Regions from separate parts of the Gossypium hirsutum genome. Here region 2 is linked to region 1. The links are chromatin contacts, called in public Hi-C maps. All regions are on one chromosome and are shown on one strand. The core of a region is the stretch at or near the end of the contact, and the rest is flanking DNA. Distances in the headings are between cores, read along the strand shown. Region 1 has its middle 8.3 kb from the start of LOC107956518. Region 2 holds the start of LOC107953216 (MLO-like protein 6).

What was found. A called contact is a pair of places that touch in the nucleus more often than the background predicts.
Region 2: a contact with region 1 is called in a Hi-C map of leaf, with 2.8 times the contacts expected there. The contact joins the promoter of LOC107953216 here to the enhancer-like site in region 1. A contact is called at or near these places in 6 of 34 Hi-C or Micro-C datasets (anther, callus, cotyledon and 2 more).

The regions. Positions count from the first base shown.
Region 1 is chrA07:22,648,972-22,653,088 of Gossypium_hirsutum_v2.1, forward strand. No RefSeq gene overlaps it. Among protein-coding and RNA genes, the nearest start is that of LOC107956518, 8.3 kb to the right of the region's middle. Within about 2 kb of position 1,825, at least 1 of the 9 cell types and tissues checked has an H3K27ac peak or open chromatin away from gene starts, as enhancers often do. A contact at or near this core is called in leaf, where this site is marked.
Region 2 is chrA07:22,708,067-22,712,374 of Gossypium_hirsutum_v2.1, forward strand. LOC107953216 (MLO-like protein 6) reads left to right here and starts at 2,742. Exons shown (of 15, transcript XM_016888455.2): 1 at 2,742-3,137; 2 at 3,226-3,283; 3 at 3,388-3,641; 4 at 3,894-4,010; 5 at 4,096-4,156. The coding sequence starts at 3,015.

The sequences.
Region 1 (4,117 bases), core at 575-3,074:
TTTTCATGCTCAAATGAGCTGATATGAGATATCAAACTCATTTTTTCGGACCACAACATTATCGCGAAAAAGTTTTTTCGGACCACAACATTTCTACAACTTGAGTAATAGTAATGCGGTGCTAAATGTCACTCACTATTTATGATACTTGGGTTATAATAATACTACCAATGTTATAATATTTTTACAAGATCACAACCTATGATCGATACGATTAAGATTTGTAGAAAAATTGATATTACATTTAAATGTCTGATTGGAATTTTATCACATATATTATTCTAATTCAACATAGACTTTTTTATAAGATTTTTTTCCATCATATGAATCCAAATTTGAGTAATTATAAATGGATCATCTTAGGGTTAATTTAAATATCTAACGTTTTTTTCTTCCTTTATCTCTAGGGTGACTGTTGAAAATTAAGACATTGACAATTTGATGCTAGAGGGAGTACCCACTCCACTGCCTACTAAATCTATATGGAGATAATTTCCATATTTAATGTGTTGAGAATTTATTGAAATGACTATTTAGGCTATGATGAATATATGGATGATATCTAGCCCATTATGGAAGATCATATCACATGGGGAATCATTTATTGGTGATTGGATTGAATAAGATTACCCTTATCTAATCCCTTGAATAAAAAAAACTTGGATTGGATTAGACCACTAAAGACTTAGTTGCGAAGAATATTTGTTTATCTTGTTTGTTTTTATTCTACTGTATTCAACTTGTATGTGCCTGTTTTATAGGGATTATGATAGATATTCTTATGGAAGCAAGTCTCAATAAACTCTATATAATTGAGAGATTTGTATAGGTTTATGTATGGAGAGAATTGAATACTTAATATGTTCTAAGTGAGGAACCTTATTGTATGAGTGCATAGTGATAGTAAAACCTCTGTGTTGTGATTTTATTTGCTAAATTCACAAGAGGTGAATTTAGTGGTGAGAGCATCGAGCCTTCAAAGTAGAAGGGCGAGAGAAATTATCTCAGGCACTAATTCAATTATGCAAATTGTTTCTTAGCAACGCTCTTTTTTTAACATAGATCGTAGTTTTAGATATGACACTCCATTCATGTTACCCTTAGAAAAAAAGGACATGGTAGAAGTTTATAGGTAACTAGTCAATTGGTTTTTTGGGTAATTCAACTTTCTTTCACATATTCCTCTTTCTGGAAGTGTAAATCCAAGTTTGATTCATCATACAATATATACTTGTAATGTACTTGTGTTTGTATTCGACTTTACAGACTATACATCTTTTAGTTGCAATGGATATGTAAATGAGTACGCAATTGGTCGATTACTTCCAAATCCTTAGCTATATGAAACTGAGAACATTAGTCATAATTTAATTGGTTTAAATATTTTTATTTAATTAAAAATATCACGTGTTATAATTTAATTAGTTTAGAAATTTTATTTAACCAAAGTTAACGATTAATACCTAAAATTATAACGAAATAAAACTTCTAAGTAATAAAAATCTTTAAATACTTGGAGGAGAAATATTACATAATAACTATTTTTCATATATGCTTTTAAAAGAAATGGGATTACAATCAAAGGGTAAATGAAATAGGTATGAGTTGGAGGAGTGGATTCAAAAGCTGTTGAAATTCTATCTAAATTGGATAGAGCGGCAATTTTGATGTGATAGCTGCAAATTGTCTTCCAACATCATGACATTCTAAACAAGTTTTTATTTATTTATGTTGTAGAAATCCCTTTTATGATAACGTGTAGGAAAGGCCATGAAATTGTCAGTGTGCCGGAAGAGTCAAGTCAATGTGGAAAATTTGAGGCCCTCTTCTTACGTGGGCCTTTGAAATTAACTGCTAGCTAGATATGCACTTTGGATAGTTGTGATTGTCAGAAGAAGAAAAATGTTAGGGGTAGAGTATAATGTTTATAGTGCACACCATTCACTACCATTATGATTAAAGCTTATTTAAAAATGAAAAAGAGTAAGTTAATTCGATGAAAATGGAATAAAAAGATCCTACCATTATCATATTTGTTTGATTGAATGGAATAATTTTATTTAGTTATATGGAATAATACATTAGTTTAAAAGATTATTTTATCTTCTGTATGATATTTTTATGTAAAAAATTAAAATTATTTTCTTAATATCATAAAATTATATTATTGTAATTTATGTACTTATAAAAAATATTTTTACATAAAATAATTAAATATAAAATATTATTTTATTAATCCCATATAAATACTCTCTTTTCTCTATCTCCCCCTCTTTTCTCTCTATTTTGTAAAATTGAAATTTCTTAAAAAATATTTTAGGAGAACAAATTTTCTTTCTGACTAAATGGCCCATTCAGACTCCCCACCCATGAATCCTTATTACGGGAGTTGAAAGAAAAAAGATTGCAAAGCATTCTACTGAACTAAACTCTATTTTTTAGGCTACCAATAAAGAAATCTTAATACTCCTCCTTTTATGTTGTTAATTGGAATATATTTATTGAAATAAAAGGACACCTTATTGAGATAAATGAACATCTCACACGTAAAAATCTTGTTATCTCTTTATGAATCTTGTTCTTAATTAAAATAGTTAGCATATAATCAATTATTTCATAGATAACTAACTAAAATAATCAATTTAATAAATTAGAATACATTTGGATAATTATGATAGAAACCCAAATTTTAGGGAAAAATTGTAGGTTGTTTTATATTATTTGACAAATTTAAGGGTGTAATAGTAAGATACATGATATTTTTAGGGAGATAATTTAAGTTTAAATATTAAGAATAACATTGTTAGAAGATAAAACTAAAAATCTTAAAATAATCAGTGTTCATGATCATAAAATGAATATAAAAAATATTTTCATCATAAAAAAACATTTCAATTAAACAACATATATTGTCTTATCAATTTTTCTTATATTAATTATACAAATAAAATATTTTTATATGTTTCATAATTATGTTTATTTCACCTCATTCATTTCAACATAATACAATTATATAATATGTAAAAATAATTAAAACGTAACACTTTCAACCTAATATAATTACAAAATATGTAAAAGAAATTACAACATAACATAAAAGAACAATATGAAAGTAATCCAAATGTACGAGTTTAACAAAATCTATATAGTATAAGCTATAAATATACCATAAGGAAAAGTAAATATATAATACTTTGATGAAAAAAAGCCATGAATAATTGTTAGGTGGATTTTGACCTTATATATTAAATGTTGACAAAACTCACATGGATCAATTATTCAAAAATTATAATAAATATGGAAATTTTGAGTTTTGAGTATTTAAGTTTGAGATTTATTGTAGGTAAATTATATGCGGAGGTATTTGAGTTTCATTATAAGTTGTTTTCTTTTAGTTTTATTAATTTATTTTAAATTCTAATTTTTAATCCATTTGTACTGTAATAATTTAATTTTACTTTATGACTACAAGAAAATATAATTATATTTTGATTTTGATTTTGCTATACTTGTAAGCTTTAAAAAAAATAACTATATGCTACATCATATAAAGGGTTGATATGTAGTTGGTATCTGAACTTTTTTTTATACCTAGTTTGTACTTGAAATTGTATTCCGTCACCCAAGTTGGTACCTTCGTGACCTGACATCAAATGCAATACTTATTTTAGGTCATTTCCGCACTTGATGAGTTTGTTTTCTTGCACTTTTATAATTAAGTATTGCATTTTTAGTATTAGTAGCCTAGGATCTAAATATTAACAAAACAAGTGTTTTACGCATTTTCTGTTATTTCGATGATCCATAAGGTCGGCTCGGGCCTCGTGAGTGACTAATGAGCTATTTAAGTGTGTAGGATGCCAATTTAGGCTTAGGATATACTCAACGTCCTAACAAGGAGCTTCCTTTCGTCACGAAGATGTGATGAATATGGAAGAGCATTCACGATGGCGATGTCGTGAAAAGGATCATTCTTACATCACGATGACACGACGATGGCAGGCAAAAATGAAGTTGATTCCTTGGACGACACTTTTGGGATATTTTCATATTTGGACATTAAAATTTATCAGAATTTTGTATTTATTGGTATCTAAGTGTATCTAGGGTTGAGTGG
Region 2 (4,308 bases), core at 1,492-3,991, 60 kb after region 1:
CAGCCCATTTCAAGCTTTCATTGGCTTTATCTCCACACTTTGATGATGAGATTGAGTACATGCCACATGTTCTATACTCTAGTGCAGTAGGATCTCTCATGTAGCTATGGTTTATTCACGTCCAATTTATCATATGCAGTCAGTGCAGTTAGCAGATACATGGCGAATCCCGAAAAAGAACATTGGAAAGTAGTTTGATGGATTTTAAGATACTTACGAGGTATAACTTATGTTTGCTTACAGTTTGGAAGAACTAGAGATGGAGTCATTGGGTATGTTGATGCTGATTTGGTGGAGACCTTAATAGAAGAAAATCTTTTACAGGTTATGTCTTTAAGATCGGAGGTTGTGCAATAAGTTGGAAAGCCACTTTGCAAACTACAGTTGCTTTGTCTACCACTGAAGTTGAGTACATGGCGATTACTGAGGCTTGTAAAGAAGCTATTTGGTTGAATGGACTCTTTATTGAACTCAATAAAGACCTTTAAATCAGTACAGTATTTTGTGACAGTCAGAGTGTCATCTTCCTTACAAAAGATAAAATGTTTCATGAGAGAACAAAACACATTGATGTTCGGTATCATTTTGTAAGTGATATTATTGCTCGTGGTGATATTGTTGTGAGCAAAATTAGTACTCATGAAAATCCTACAGATATGATGACTAAGTCACTTCCTATAACTAAGTTTGAGCATTGCTTAGACTTGGTTGGTGTTCATTGTTAAAGTTAAACCCTTAAGGGGTTTTATGGAAGAGGTGGAGAACTTGTTCGTTAAGAGTTTGCGATGAAGAACTTGTTCATTAAGAATTCGTGTCAAAGTGGATATTGTTAAAGTTGAGTGATCTGAATCCTTATTTAAATAAAATACAGTGGTAAAATAAAATAAAAGTAAATCCATACATAACTATACTTATTTTATTTTATTTTAGAATAAGGTTTTTTAAACCTTATTAAACTCCATCTATTTGATATTGATTAGAATAAGGTGTTTCAATCTTACTACACTCCTATTAGAACATGATTTTACAAGCCTATAAATAGACATAGTTTATTCCTCTTGTAATCATTCGAATTCGACATAGTAAATTTTCTTCTCCTTTGCCCATGGTTTTTTCCCGAAAGGGTTTCTACGTAAAATATGTGTGTTCTTTATTTTTTATTTCTTTTCTTTATGATATATTGTCATTACCGACATTCTATTTTTTTTACAAGGGTCGACATTCAAGAAGTGTAAATTGTGTTAGGTCTGTAGAGTTTGATTTTTATATGGTTAAAAAATCGTAAAAAATAATATTAAAATATGGAAATCTTACAAATATTTTTATAATAATGAAAAATAAAAGAAAATGAATTAGATATTTCACTATATTGAAATAGTTGGCAAAGTGATCAATTAGTTTCTCTTTGAAAAACTATGTCAATAAGAGTAAGTCTTTTGTAAAGTTTGAGAGTATGAGAAGATTTTGGATGAGAAGAAAAGAAGGATGAGTGTGTTTTTATAGTGGAAATCGACAACCATAAGAGTTGATTTCCACTATATTCAATAAAGTTGGTTGTGCCAACAACAAAATAAATATGTTGATCAAACATTCACTCTTAAAATCGACATCCATGGGCGTCAAGATATTATTAAGGATGGTAATGGATCAAGGCGATGGCAAAAGTTGCTAAATCCATTACCGCATCACAGTTTGTATTTTCTACCCCATCATCCACCTCTGTGTAATATTGAAAACCACTACCACTTTCGTGGATGTTGGATTCATCCATCTGCGCTCCATTGTTCGCCCCGCTTCAATTTAATTTTTGCTAGTTATTTTTAATATTTTTAATATTTTAAAAGCAATTAAATATTTAAACATAAAACTTGTGATTTTTTTATAACACATTTTTATATTTTTAATAATTTTAAATATATATGGGTAAAATAATAATTTAATTTAATGGAGCCAGGACAAGTAATTTTTTTTTGAATTGTTATGATTTATTTATAATTTTTTTAGATTTTAGATATTTTTATTTTTTATATTTTTAAAATTATTCATTGGCATGACATAAAACAAATAGTGTCATGTTAGCTTTAAAGAACATGTGGACTATCATGTTCATATTGGTTGTCACACCAAAGTCGTTAAAAGGATTTATGTTTTAGTTAGCATTTCTGTTAAAAAGAACAATTTGACTCTTTTTTAAAAGCTAGGGCTAAATTTAGCTAAGAAAGAATAATGATCAAATTGATAAATTTAAACGTTGAAAACTAAATTTGATATTATGCCAAAATTATTTTATATAATCACTTTTAATAGATATTTTTATTTTTTTCAGTATCAAATTAAAAAGATTTTTCTATAATTTTTTTTTTCAAAAAGGCAATCTTAAAAATTCTTGAGATTAAGGCGATTCGAATGAGCGTTTATCTCCAGTGAATTGCGTTTAGTTTAATTTTTGTCTCTAACTATAATATCGTGATAGACATCATTATTTTTACACTAATAATAAATAAACAGCTTGATTATCCAAAAAGAGTCTAAGTGGGAAAAAGAAAAACTCAGGTGAGTGATCATGTGCAATTACATCAAGGTGGAAGAAAAAAAACAAAAAATTCAAATTTATCTAAAACATCTGGTTTTTAAATTTTTTGATAGGACTCCTGGGGCAATTATTTAAATTTTGATTTTCTCTTTCCTTTTGCCCCTACGCGTTGTCAAAGTCATCCCAACTTGCCTTTCTACGCTGCTTTCCGCTGCAACTTTCTTTCATATCGCTTTCATCAAAATAAATACTGCCAAAATTCATTAAAATTCTCTTTCACAATATTCAAAGCATTTTAGACCTTATTTTTGATAGAAGAATCTGTATTCACATTCCTTTTCCTTCTAGATATATTCAAGAACTCATATATATTTCTTTGTTTCTAAAGCTACTACTTGACAAACTTCATTCTATCAGCACAAATAGATCATCGAGGGTTTTCATCAAAGTGAATCTGAAGTTTGAGGAAATTAAGGAAAACATGGCAGGGGGAAGTGGAGGAAGAACTCTGGAGGAAACACCCACATGGGCTGTTGCTGTTGTTTGTTTTGCTTTGGTTTTGATTTCAATCATCATTGAACACATTCTCCATATGATTGGAAAGGTATGATTTTTTATTTCAACCTCATTTTTGGGGCCTTGTAATGGCTGTTTAATCTCCAAATCTCATACTTGTTTTAATGTTTTTGCAGTGGTTGAAGAACAAGCATAAACGAGCACTTTATGAAGCACTGGAAAAGATTAAATCAGGTAAAACATTTTAACCCGATTTAATGAATGAATTTGAAAGGTCAATAATCCATTAGACAAAGAAGTGATATATATATATATATTATGGGTATTCTTTTTTGCAGAGCTTATGCTGCTGGGATTTATATCCTTACTTCTAACAGTAGGACAAGGTTTAATATCAGATATATGCATATCGAAGGAAATTGCAGCTACTTGGCATCCATGCAATAAGAAACAAGAAGAGAAATTGAATGAATCTGATGATCAAGATAAAACAGATACGGAGCATCGACGGAGACTTCTCACTGTCTCGAACTCGGGTGTAGTTTTCCGGCGTTCATTGGCGGGACCTTCAGTGGACAAATGTGCAGATCAGGTATGACCCCAGCTAATTTATGTATGTAATAATATTCTCAAGTTGCTTTTCTTTTATGACTCAAAATTGGTAAAACGTTCATTTTCACACCATCTAATTACAATAAAGTTTATGAGAAAAAACTAAAAAAATTGAATAAATTGTCATTTCAAATGATTTGTTATTATCGGACTGCATAAAATGGGAAAAATTTGAGGCCCCATTGATGCATCAAATAATCAATGATTTGTAAATAAATCATTAATGCTGCAGGGTAAAGTGCCGTTTGTTTCATCGGGAGGAATCCACCAACTTCACCTTTTCATATTTGTGCTAGCTCTTTTTCATGTCCTTTACTGTGTTCTTACATTGGCATTGGGGAGAGCTAAGGTACTAATTTCTTAATATTCCTCCTTTCTAGTTTACAAAACATGAAATAACTCTCTTCTTTTTTTCTTTTCTTTTCTTTTTGTAGATGAAAAGGTGGAAGAGATGGGAAAAGGAAACAGGAACAATCGAATATCAGTTCTCACATGGTTAGTGCAGACTATATATTATTTTTGGTGTAGTTTACTGAAAACGTGGTCCATTATTTTATTATCTTCCAACGTTTTATATATTTTACTTTATTGACTTCATGTTTAATTATATGTTTACATAAAAAGAAAAATTCTTATTAGAGGGGAAT